Linked DNA regions of Sus scrofa: region 1 is linked to region 2. Evidence: chromatin contacts called from public HiChIP or PLAC-seq data. All regions are on one chromosome and are shown on one strand. Each heading gives the region's core, a stretch centred on a gene start, on an enhancer-like site or on the middle of the called end of the contact. The rest is flanking DNA. Distances are from core to core; before and after follow the strand shown.

Evidence for each region. HiChIP or PLAC-seq counts read pairs in DNA pulled down with a chosen protein or histone mark.
Region 1: an H3K27ac HiChIP or PLAC-seq map of alveolar macrophages shows a contact between it and region 2. The contact joins the promoter of ADK here to the promoter of PLAU in region 2. A contact is called at or near these places in 1 of 5 promoter capture datasets (fetal liver) and 1 of 2 datasets of contacts at active chromatin or transcription factors (alveolar macrophages).

Annotation. Positions count from the first base shown.
Region 1 is chr14:76,834,006-76,840,751 of Sscrofa11.1, reverse strand. It overlaps ADK (adenosine kinase), which reads right to left and starts at 4,680. Exons shown (of 11, transcript XM_003359240.4): 1 at 4,542-4,680. The coding sequence starts at 4,606. It overlaps AP3M1 (adaptor related protein complex 3 mu 1 subunit), which reads left to right and starts at 5,078. Exons shown (of 9, transcript NM_001243516.1): 1 at 5,078-5,125.
Region 2 is chr14:76,625,905-76,632,206 of Sscrofa11.1, reverse strand. It overlaps PLAU (plasminogen activator, urokinase), which reads right to left and starts at 2,894. Exons shown (of 11, transcript NM_213945.1): 1 at 2,822-2,894; 2 at 2,399-2,486; 3 at 1,901-1,934; 4 at 1,635-1,742; 5 at 1,131-1,305; 6 at 823-941; 7 at 443-662; 8 at 69-217. The coding sequence starts at 2,455. All of the region lies in intron 2 of LOC102160869 (atherin-like), which reads left to right. It also overlaps a transcript of CAMK2G not described here.

The sequences.
Region 1 (6,746 bases), core at 3,431-5,930, 210 kb before region 2:
GCCTGGGAATCTCCATATGCCGCGGGAGCGGCACAAGAAATAGCAACAACAACAACAACAACAAAAAGACAAAAGACAAAAAAAAATAAAAAAATAAAAACAAGGTCTAGGAGTTCCCATCGTAGCTCAGCAGAAATGAATCTGACTAGTATCCATGAGGACAAAGGTCCAATCCCTGGCCACACTCAGCGGGTTAAGGATCCGGTGTTGCCGTGAGCTGTGGTGTAGGTCGCAGATGAGGCTTGGATCCTGCGTTACTGTGGCTCTGGCGTAGGCCAGTGGCTACAGCTCTGATTCAACCCCTAGCCTGGGAACCTCCATATGCCATGGGTGTGGCCCTAAAAAGACAAAAAAAAAAAAAAAAAAAAAAAGAGAGATCTAGAAAAGTGAAGGTTATCAATCCACTATGCTGTGCTGATAATCACATTCAACAGAAATTAACTGAATAGCTCCTAAGGAATAAGCACAGAGCAACACAGTAAAGACACAGGATCAGTCATCCTTTCTCTTTTCTGGAATGCATACATTTTCCTCATCTAATCCTTACAACAAACCACTCTGGGAAGAGTGTCATAAAAAATAATCTCCAGAGAATTTTCTGAAACAAATATATATATATATTTTTTCTTTCTTTTAAAGAGGCTACTGAAACTGACGCTTGGTAAACTAAGATACAGACTTTTCTTCCTAGATTTACTACACAATTTTAAATCAGAGGCCTTAGTGAGATAGAAGACAGAAGGAAAGACTAAAAGGAGTCTATGAAATTAAAATGAAAAAAAAAAAAAAGGGTTCCTATCGTGGCTCAGTGGAAATGAATCAGACTAGGAACTATGAGGTTGCAGGTTTGATCCGTGGCCTCACTCAGGGGGTTAAGGATCCGGTGTTGCTGTGAGCTGTGGTGTAGGTCGCAGACACAGCTTGGATACCTCGTTGCTGTGGCTGTGGCATAGGACAGCAGCTATAGCACTGATTAGACCCCTAGCCTGGGAACCTCCATATGACGTGAGTGCGGCTCTAAAAAGCAAAAAAAAAGAAAGTAAAATGGTTGGGAATCAATAATTTGAGAAAAGCTCAACATTTGCTGATTGGAGAACTGCAGTTTTTCCTTTTTAATAGAGATTAAAATTCATGACCCAGAAAAATGCATAACTGCTGACTCAGAGAGAGTTAAGAAGTGGGCTCTTCAAATTCAACCATTTCTAACACCGTTACAGCTTACAAATATTTGCTGTGATAAATAACTAGAGCTATGATTAACGATGATTAGATAGAACTTGAGACTGGAGGTGGAGAGACTGGTTAGAAAGCCAATATAAAGTCTAAGCAAAATGAAGTCTAAACTTGAGTTGTGGCAGCAGCGAGGGAAAAGAAAAGGAATTTATCAGATGTTGCTGAAGAAGAAAAGATTAACTTTGATAACTACACTACATGCAGAGGGAAAATGAATCGAGTATCTAGATTCCAAACTTTGGAGTAAGAGAAGTTAGTGGTGCCATTAACAGACATAGGGACCACAGAAGGTGTAGACTTAGGATAGTAGATGGATTTAGTTTAATACATATGACTTCGAAGTGTCAGCAACACACTCAGAAGGAGATATGTAGCAGACAGTTAAAATTAGGGTTTGAGAGCTGAAGCACAGAGAAACAGAAAGATGATACATGCGAAGGTGACCAGCTCAAAGCCTGGACCCTACACTCGCTTCAGTCCGACCAAACAAATGTAGTTCCCAAACAGAGGCAGCTCTCTCCCATTTCTACCTCCAAACAAACTTTTCTATAAAGCCAGACACCTGATTTCACACCCAGTTAGCTCTTTGTCATCTTTCAGAATGCTCTGGTATCATTTTCCCAAACCCCATTCATCTTCCACCTGGAGAATGATACCTGGGTCTTAGGTCTCTCTCCATATGTACCTAATTTTTAGCACCATGCCTAGAATAGAAGGCTTGAAAGACTGACTGAAAAAACACAGTCCCCTTAAAAATGACTGCTAAAGAAATGAACTTGGACAATATTTTTCAAAGGAGAGAAAAGAAAATTAAGTGGATCTAAATATAGGTAGTTGTCATGGAACATCTTCATCTAGGGAGCATTTACCAAAAAATGTTTCTCTCAACTTCTTTTAACCCTAAATACCTCATCTGTAACACAAGGATAATTACTCATACTTCACAGGTTGCTGGAAGGATTAAATGAGATAGTATATATAAAGCTCCTAGTATAATGCCTGGCACTCAATGTCCTCTTCTGTTCTGTAACTCAGTAAGAAGAAAACATGATAGAGCCAGCTTATTCTTTGCAACTTCAGTAACTGCTGCACACTGAAAAACTAGGATGCAAGTTCAATCTCTGGCCTTGCTCAGTGGGTTAAGGATCTAACATTGATTTGAGCTGTAATATAGATCACAGATGCGGCTCATGTTCGGCATTGCTGTAGCTGTGGTATAGGCCAGCAGCTACAGCTCTGATTCAACCCCTAGCCTGGGACCCTCCATATGCAGAGGGTGTGACCCTAAAAAGACCAAAAAAAAAAAGGATATTTGAGAAAGAGAGGCTAGACTTGTCAGCTGCTCACCCTAGAACCAAAATTTTTTTTTTCAATCTCACACTATTGTCAATTTTGTCTAGATAATTCTTTGTTGTAGGGGGCTTCCTGTGCATAGTACAATGTTTAGCATCATTCCTAAATCCCACCTACCTGGTGCCATTAGCACTCTCCACCAAGTATGTCTACAGCCATCGCCAAAATGTTCCCTGGGGGACAATATTTCCCCTGGTTGAGAACTACCCTAGAGTTCACTAGGGCTTTTGGATAAATTGCATAAAGTTGATAAATTTAGTATGGTAATTAAATTCTAAGTACAGACTTAGAATCAGACTGTTTTTAAATCCTAACCCCATCATTTACTAGATAGGTGACCCAGATCAAGTTACTTAACCTCTCTATACCTGTTTTCTCCTTGATAAAATGGATATAATTATAGTGTCTTCCTTGTAGGGTTGCTGTGGGATTGAATGAGTTAAAGTAGGTAACATGCTGACAGAATACATATTAAACATTATTATTTATCATTATTTTAAGCATGCATAAGCAGAGAAAAGCACACAATAAAGTCAAATAACAATGAATTTGCACCCAGCTGCTCTGGGTTCATACTTCATTTCCTCAACTGTTTCACTCAGGCTTCCATTTTCTCATTTGTAAAATAGGAAAGCACTTTGAAAATGGATTAGCATGAACAGAAAATCTGAGGGCTGTATGTAGGATAACAGAAAAGTTGCAGCTGTCTTCCAATTTGAAAGAGGAAAATTTGTAAAGGAGGTGCTTTTTAAGGAAATTCTCTAATAAATGATCAAAGGAGGGAAGCACATGCCTTTAACCCAGGGAGGTCTGATTCAAAAGCCTTTGCTTTAGTCTATAGTTTGAAATCCTAAAACAAAAATAGAACATCCTGAGGAATCCAAAAAAAAAAAAAGTTTATTTTCTTTGTGTAAGGTAGGCACACTAAACCTTTGCCCTTTTGAGGGTAATATGAAATATATTAAAAGGCGAAAGATTTATACGATCTGAAGAGAAACCAGAGTATTAATATGAAATATATTAAAGGCACTGGCAGGGATTTGGTCACTAACCATTCAAACAGCATGAACACACCACCAGATCCCTTAGTGACCTTTCATTTTCAATTATGATTCACTCTTTCAGAGGTGAAGGGTAATGTTGGAAGAAGTGAGCTTTGTCTTGTACAATTAGGAGTGTCTCAAGAGTTCTAAATCAGTTTGATATGTCTAGTTTAAGACACAAAATTTATTGCCTTCCAAGGAGCATTTCAAAATCAGCAAAGAATATATATACTACACCTCATGTTTATTAGGGGATACTATATTAACCAATAAGCAAAAGCTGAAACATCAAATCACCTGTAAAGCAAAAATTAGGTGGAGAACTATCTCCACTACTGCCAAAAAATGCAAAGAAAGTAAGAAAAATCAACTTTTCCTAACCATTCAGGCAAATTCCATCCCCGCAAAGCCTCGGAGGTGGGGTCCCGGTCCCTGGAAAAGGGTCTGCAAAGGTACCAGACTTCAGTAGCGAATATACCAAAAATAAGGTGAAGACGTCTTTCCGCGAAAATTCCCCTAAATTCTGTTTTTCTCCCGGGGTAGTGCAGTCGCTACGCATTTTCCTCGTTATCCCCAGGAAAAAGGAGGTAGCCGCAGGTGACGCGGCTCAGGTCGGGTCTGGTCCTCCTAGGTCACATCTGCCCTGTGCGGACCGGCTCCCACGTGGCGCCCACAGCCTTCCACCGCCAGCTCCGAGCGCCCCGCCAGCGCTGTGATTGGCCAAGGGCGAGCAGGCGGAGACTGAACTAAACTGGGCAGGCGCCGGGCAAAGGGTCGCAGCCCAGCGGATACGAGCGCTGGCCTCAGGCGGGCGGTGAGGATAGCACCCAGCGCCGAAGCCGCGCAACCCCACGTGGGCCAAGGTTAGCGGCAGGCGCCGTTGCCCTCCACCCTACGTCAGGTAGTGCTCACCTCAGCGTTCGCAGCGCCTCCACCTTCAGCTTTTTGGGCTTTGGCTCTTCTTCAACCGCTGCCATCTTCACGCTCCCACCTCACTTAAGCACCAGCGCACGCCCCACCCCTTCGGCTCCTTGGCCACGCCCCCTCCTCCCATCACCGCCTCCTTTCCTCTAGACCCCGCCCCTCTCTCCTCCCCCTAGTCCCCGCCTCTCCCGACCACAGCCATTGGCTTTACTTCTGGGCCTCACCCATTGGATAATGCACAGCCCCTCCGGACCCCGCCAGTCCGACTGTAGGGGCACCCCTAACTGGTTTAGACTGCGGATGAGCGCCTGAGTCCAGAAGATGCGAAACTCCCTATTTTTCTAGATTCTGTGTGATCTAGAAGATTATATCCTAAACTTCAAAAGACATATTTCTCATTCAGCGTCTTCCCGCTCGTTTAATCTTTCCAATACTGTTGGTTTCTTTGAGGCTGTTAGTCAGGCAATCTACCAGGCACCTCAACTGCAGGGGTCCTCACGACCTTCTCAGCTTCCTCAGCCTCGCTCTGGAGAGGACCCCGCATCTAATCACTGGCTGGCCCTGGTGTCGGGGTGAGTGTGAGGGGCTGGGAGTGTGCGGATAGGGGACAGCTCGAAATCTGGGGGGTTGACGGAATAGCCAAGGCTCTGAACTCCAGGCTGGGCTACGGAAGCGTCTCCAGTGCTGTTTACCGGGGCCGTGCCTCCCACTAGGCCTTCCGGTCTTTCTTGTCAGCTGGGCCGGAAGGGAGCGGTGTACTTGCCAGTGTTTCTAGGCCCTAGGCCCAAGAGGTTCTGGCTTTTTGGGTCCCTCGCCGTTCTCTGCCACGGGAAAACGGTCTTGTAACGCACAGTGAGCTGGAATACCGGTGACTCTGATCTCAGCCTCAGGTTTCTACTGTGGAGGACAAAATCCTTAACTGACCTAAGCGGACGTCCTGTTAGAGCGTGTCGCCCAGGATGGGCCTGGGGTGGGGAATAGGGTGAGGAGAGTGTTGCATTTTTTCAGAAGTGAGTTGATGGGAATCAAAACTGAGGAGGTGACAGCGAGTATGGAAAAGTGATGAATGATATGGTTTGGTGGATTTGTATTGAACCCGAAGCCAACGCTTCATCAGAAAGGTGGTACCTTCATAAAGTTAGGAGTCCTTACATGAAAAGGAAGAATCTTGTGGAGTTTGGGATATATCGAGTTTGAAACAGTGGTTTAGGTGGAGGTAATAGAAAGATTAAAAAGAAAAAAAAAAAAAAAAAAAAACTTACAAGTACATCTGAAAGAAGCTTTCGAGGTGAAAACAAAAACAGATGAAATTTCACATAATTTGGTAAGAAGTATTTGTCTTGTTTTGGGCAAATTTATTAGGGACATGAAATACTGCAAGGATCAAAGGACAAAGTTGAAGTCTGAGAATAGGTCGTTGGATTTAATGATTAGGAAGTCATTGGGTTATTTGAGAAAACTGCTTTAAAGCATCATTTACTGAGAGGAGAGACTGCACGTGCAGACTAGTGCTTCTTCTTTTGTTTTTTTGGGTTTTTTTTTTTTTTTTTTTTTTGGTTTTGTTTTGTTTGTTTTTTTTTGTCTTTTTGCCATTTCTTGAGCCGCTTCCGCGGCGTATGTAGTTTCCCAGGCTAGGGGTCGAATCGGAGCTGTAGCCGCCGGCCTACGCCATAGCCACAGCAACGCGGGATCCGAGCCGCATCTGCGACCTACACCACAGCTCACGGCAACGCTGGATCGTTAACCCACTGAGTAAGGGCAGGGATCGAACCCGCAACCTCATGGTTCCTAGTCTAATTCGTTAACCACTGCGCCACGACAGGAACTCCCTGCTTCTTCTTTTGGACCATGAAGCAAAAGATTGTTGAGGTGGCAAGGTCCCTAAAAGATTTGGGGTTTGTTTGTTTCAAAGAATATCAGACACTTTATGTTTGGGAGCAGAAAGCAGGTAACTAATGTATAAGATTAAAGATCCAGGGAAAAGGAGTTAAGACTTGGGAAGAGAGAAAAGGAAATGGGATCAGAATTACAAGTGGAAAAATTAGTGTTGGAAACAACAGAGCACACTTTGACTTGAGACCATAGAAAAAGAGGAATTCGATGAATGAAAAATCATCTGAAACTTAACATACCTTTGGTGGGAAAGCTCTCTTGGCAATAAAGGTAGCCTTTCTTACCGAATCTTGGGATTTC
Region 2 (6,302 bases), core at 1,645-4,144:
CATCATCATTCTGGCAGATAAGTGTTTTCTTTTTCTTTTTCTTTTTACAGATGAAGGTTTCTACTCACCAATATCATTGTGGTGAGCAAGGCTGTCAGCACTGTAGTCCTCATGCAAGATGAGCTTTTCCACCTCAAATTCCATCTCCCCACGAGTGCTGGAGTGAAGGGTTTGCCGACCCAGGTAGACAATGTAGTCTTCCTTTTGTTGGTAATTGCTGTGGGAGGAGAGATCTGTCAGATGGTCTGATCTCATGAGATCCTGTCACTTCTCTCTCCCCACCACAGCAACCTCAGAGCATCACTTGTCCCCAAAGTCATGGGCCATATGGAAAGGGGCTGAGGGGTAGACATAAGGGAACTCTTTTGTTGGGAAGGAGAAAGGGACTTATTTGGGGTAGGGCAGGAGGGTCAGGGAGAAGAGACAGAACATGAAGACATACATGAAGCAGTGGGTGGCGCTGACCACCCAGCAGGGACTGATGAGGCTGCCACCACACACATAGGTGACAGAGCCTCCACGATGCCTTCTATAGATGGCTGCAAACCAAGGCTGGTTCTCGATGGTGGTGCTTTTTCCCCCAACAATCTTAAAGCGGGGCCTCAGAGCCTTCTGGCCACACTGAAACTCTACTTTTTCCGGAGTAGAGAAGGGATTTTTTCCTGGAGGAAAGAAAAAGGCAACTTTAGGGAAGGGAAGTAGCATCAAGTGTCTCTCTCCTGGTCCTCTGACCTCCCTGTTTTCCAGGACCAGTCAGGCCTCCCTCCTCATCCCTCCTGTGATGGACTAAGAGAACACATGAGTTTGTCCCTTTCTACCCACCATCATAAGCAGGCCGGTGACTCTCACCACCAGAGCAGTTGGGCACCATGCACTCTTGGACAAGCTGCTTCAGGCCAACCTGCACGTAGCACCAGGGTCTTCTCTGATTGTCTGGGTTCCTGGCAAAATAGAGGGGAGACGGGGGTCATTCCAATCCAGAGTGCCTTTTCTGCATCTTCCCCCTCCAGGGAAGACTCAGCCAGAGGCCTTGATATTCTCGTGCTCTGACCAGCACTCGGAAAACAAAAAGGATGGTAATGAGGGTTTCTGTGAAGTGATGCAGAGGGTCCTTGCCACCCCCACCTCACCTGCAGTAATTGTGTTTCCCCAGGCCCAGCTGCAGGGCGTCAGGTCTGTGGGCATGGTACGTGTTCAGAAGGACAGTGGCAGAGTTCCAGGGCAGGCAGGGCCGGCCTCCAGTGTTGGTATTGGCCTTCCCTCTGTAAGAGTGACCGTTCCCCTCAAAGCAGGTTTGCGATGTGTCTATGGAAGGATGTGAGGATGAGAATATTAGAAAGAGGAGGAAGTTGAGACAGGCATTTGAGAGAGCCTTCCAGGCCTCACATGATTTCAGGCTAGGCAGAAGACACTAGAAAGGGTCTTCTTTCCATCCCCACCTCCCATTTGTGCAGCCACAGCTTCATGAGATAGTGCATGTTTGTGTTTGACTATATATCACTGGGAACAAAGATGCCCCCCTCCTTTTTACCCCCAACTCCTAACGCCTGCCTGCTCTTGCATCCCACCCATGTCTCCCTGCCCCACAATCCCTGGTGCCTCCTCCTCTCCAGTTAGAATCAGGATCCACATACCTATCTCACAGTGCTCCCCTTGGAATTTCTTTGGGCAGCTGCATCGCTGAATGTTGGAGAAGTACTTGTAGGACACACATTTTCCTCCATTCAGACAGCCACAGTTCGCTGCAGAACACAAAGGTTGGGGGGTGGGGGGTAAGCAAGGAGTGTGGGAGGAAGCAATCAGGGAGCCAGTCCTCTTGCTGGTAAAGGGAGGGGCTGCCCCCTGAGGCTTTTCCAAGATATCAGTGCAAGCAGATATTGTGCAAGGGGTGGATACTCACATGCACCAGACTCTTGATGAAGTTCATGGCTGCCCTGGAAGAGATGAGTAGGGAGGGAGAGAAAGGGAAAGTTCAACAAAGGTTCCATGCTCCTGCGGTTCCAGGGTGAGGATAAACTGGCCCCCACCCCCAAGCTCACCCTTCCCTCTGGTTCCCTCTCTCTTCACCCCGTTCGTGTCTGCCTAGCTCTCAAATGAAAGATCATAGGTTTCCAGCAGAGAGAAATGGATTGACTCAAGCAAGCTTCACGAATCAAGTGCCAGCAGAGCAGGGCAGTCCCTGCGGCTTCTTTCTCCCCTGCCAGCCACTGAGAGCTCACTTGGTTCTCAACACCCCAATGTCACACCTGCCCTATTTCCCAGGGAGGGTCTGGCCCTGCCGTTGATGGGATTTAGAGGACCCTAGCTCCCTAAGCAGCCCCTTCCTTTCCCGGGCCCTGTTCAGGGGTCTTGCAAGCCCCCTCCCGCCGCCAAGAGTCAAAGCACAGAAGCCACTCACTTTGGAGTCGCTCACGACCAGGACACAGAGGAGCAGGCACGCCCGCAGGACTCTCATGCTGGCGAGGCTTGGGCTCTAGACAGCGGCTCTGCAAGGGAAGGAGAAGTCAGGGGAAGAAGGGGAGAAACGCGAAGGCGGACAGGCTGGGTTACTGCAGTTGGGGGCAGGAGCCCCTAGGTCCCCTGCAGGATGAGCCCGCGGTGACCAGGTTCCCCGAACCTGACCGTCCCTCCTCTCTGGAGACTCAGGGATCGCGGCACAGCCTGGATCCGCCACGCAGAAGGACTCCTGTGCGCTGGGCACAGAGTCGCGGTGACCCCGCGGAGCCGCTGCCGAGCGGGGCCAGCGGGTAGGGGGAAGTGAAGCCGGCAGGAGGGGGGCTGCCTGCATCCACCCTGTGCTCTTAGGGTGGCCCACACTCACCCTCGACTATGGCCTGTATGGGACAGCGGGGACTAGTAGGCACTCTGATGCTCGGCAGGCTCTAGGACTTCAGTCTCCGCGCTGTGCTCCTAAGCCCGCAGTGCAGGCTCTATATTAGGACTCGCCCCAGCCCTGGCCCCGCCCTAGCCTGGGATCTTCCCATCCACTCCCTTCCCTCCTCTTCCCTGCAGGCCAGCTCTGACTCGGACCGCCCCCCCACGGGCTTCCTCAACCTTAACTGTGAGGGGGCAGAGCGGTTCCCAGGGGAGGGATAAATTGGTCTGAACTGAGGGAAAGAGAGGCACCTAAAATCCCCGCCCCCTCCTCGCATTCACCTGCCCTGGGTCCCGCCCCTGAGCAGCACCTCCCCACCAAACCCCGAATTACAAAAAGAAGATCGATTTGGGAGATGCCCTACCCCTGCCCCCAGCTATGATGCTGCCTCCCAGATCCCCTCAATCAGCTCTTTCTCACCCTTTCTACCCTTAGCCCCAGCTGCCTACGAGAGTGATTCGGACCCCTGGGTATACGGGCATAGTTCTCAGCGCTGTGAAGTCTCTTTCTCAATGTGAAAATACTCCTGACACATGCTCATGCTCTCTGAAACGGACAAAACCCCCCTGCTCACCCGGGCTGCCTCGGTTGTATGCCAGCTCCCCCTAAGTGAATAACGCTAGCTGAATTTGTTGCTCACTGCAGCAAGATAGCTTGTGGTGTTGGGGTGGGGGGGGGCATGGATTTCATTGGGAATTGGCAGTTTGGTTTAAGGGAGGTCTTTGAACATGAGGGCTGGATAAGAATTAGGGCTCATCTGGTATGATATTATAGGATTGTGATAACAAAGTCTTAGGGCACAGACTGCTGACACTTTCTTTTGAAGTGTTGATAGGTCTTTCAGAAAGTTCCTTTAATGAACCAATCATTAGTTTGCCTGGGCCATAGTATAGACACTTAATAAAGACTAGAAAGTGTAAAGTCTTGATTAATGGAAAGGTAAAGTTTGATTAATATAGAAAGTTTTCTTTTTACCTCTGAGGAGAGAAATTAGGGAACTTGAGGGCAAGAATGAGATTTATTTGTCACTGTATGGCCTTTTACACTATTTACATTTTTGAAAACACATCTTTGTGTCACCCATTCCAAAAAGATAATTGCAGATTTTTAAATGCATGCGTATTTAGTATTCTACTTCATCGTAGAGCCTTGTTTCTAGTAAGATAAAATAATTGCTCATCAGATAAGATCGGTCTCCATAAAGACAGATCATGTGTAAAGGACTCCACCTATGCTTCCTGCTTGTGGGTGAGCGCACGCAGTTGTGTACACACGCACAAGCCCTTTCACACGCACATATCCCTCAGGCAGAGTTGAAGAAGCACAGCAGTGACTCTGAAGTTCAGTCACCCCCACCTCTTTCCCCTAATGCTGGGAACAAGGGCTTGGGGTCATTTGAATCCACCCTGCAGGACTGTCTCCCTTAGTGGAAGGGGATGGGGCTACATCCCTATAACTCACTAGGGGCCTAGGCTTGGTTCTTCTCTCTGCCTAGCCGCCAGCATTTTGGCAAACCTGGACCTTGGGTCTCGGTCCACTTGAGTGGGGCAGAGGTGGGCAGAGAGAGTGCCAGGATGGCAGGAAGAAGGAAAGCCTCTTTGTTGTACTCCAGCCAGAGCTCTTAGGATGACAGCCTCTGCCTGGGAAAGTACAAATTAACCATCCAGCTTGGAGGGCAGGTGACCCATCATCCTCCAGAGGGAGAGTTTTTCTGTGCCCAGTTCTGAGTTGCCAGCCTCCAGGGGAATGGACTGAGTCAGAAGTGCTGGAGGCCGCAGAATTGGCCTCACTACTTCCTCTAGAAGACTGCTATGTTTTGTTTGGAGTTAAAACCCATTCCTTGTAAATAAACGTGATCAGAATGTAAACAGAGATGTTACAGCCTGAGGACCTACCCCGAAACTCCTAGGTTAGTTATCAGGAATTTCCCAGCAGACTCTTCTGATTCACAGAGCTCCCCCAGCAGCTCTCATGACTCCAGATTACTTGGCTGGAGGCTGTCATACTGATTCTGAGAGCAGGATGACCTCATTTCCTCTTGGACAAAGAGGCTTGGAGACCGTTATACAGCATGACACCCCTCTTCCCCCTCCTTCCTCCTATGGCCTCTTCACCTGGTTGAACAATCCTACAGTCTCTGTGAAGACAGAACTTCCTTTCCACTCTGTGCTCTTTGGTGCTCTCTGTGTCTTTCGGTGCAGTATGTGCTAGTCTTTCAGTTCTTTCAGGGCAGAGACCACGTCTTAAATATCTTTGTCTCTCCCTCAGCACCTGGTGCATGCCTTGTTCCCCTAAGTGCTTTATTATGAATGAATCCAGGAACAAGTGAGAACAGACAGTTTTGGGGGCACACTCAAAGTTTCCCTCCTTTTGGTCTTTTTCCCCCTTGCCATAAAATATGGTACTGACCTCATTTTCATCTTTTGCCAAAAAGCACTCTGATACAAACCACTCCTCTTTAAACTCACAACTGCCTTATGACGTAGCTGGGAATCATTATATCCGTTTTGCTGATGAGAAAAATGAGGTGGAGTGAAGATACATAGTTGATGAGTGGCAAAGCCAGCACTAGAACCCAGGTTTTCTGACCCGTGTTCCTGTGCTCTCTAAGCACACTGCCTTCGTAAGAGAGACGTTCAAGACAGGAGGCTATGAAGAAAACGGCCAGATGATGTAAGATGTTCCAGCTCAGGGGAGCCCCACTTGGTGACTTTGGAGACCTCCTTCTAGAAACTCCTAGGACTGTGGGCTCTGAGCTCCTGTGAGGCCCCGGCTATAATATGAGTTAGTCTGTTGCCTGAGTTTCAGGACCAAACTTGGGGGTCACGGCTACTGAAATTTCTGTTGAATGTGAAAATAAGGAACTGAATATGTGTGATTTCATTCTGCCCCTGACGCTCAGAGTAAAACCACCAGCCTCCCGCCTCTGTGTCTCAGCAGTCCAAACCTCCCGAGTTCGATGTGGCAATGGAGACTAATAGGGAGGGCCTTGCTTCCTAGAGCTGCTCATAAAAAAAATAGGCAGATACCAAGCGTGCAAGGAGGACCAGGATGTCAAATTGGCCCCGAAACTGTGTTCAGGAAACTGGGCCATTGAAGGGCTATTTTCTGACCAGAAGTACCTAAAGGGAAGTTCACATCGAGTCACAGGATGTTTCCCTGGGCTGCTATACCAAGAATGTTGAACTTGGTACTATGGAGAAAATGTGGAGTCTAGCCACAGGTCAGGTCATCCAAATTGGCAAGACACTTAATCCTCTTGGTCTCTGTTCTCCATCTGCAAAAAGACGCAATGCCTACCCTGCCCCTAACTCACTGTGCAGATTGAATGAGATCATGCGTTGTGATCATGCATTGAGATCATGCGTGTGAAATCATTCATTTATTCCTTTATTCATTCACCCAGTGTTCGTCATGGGCCTCCTGT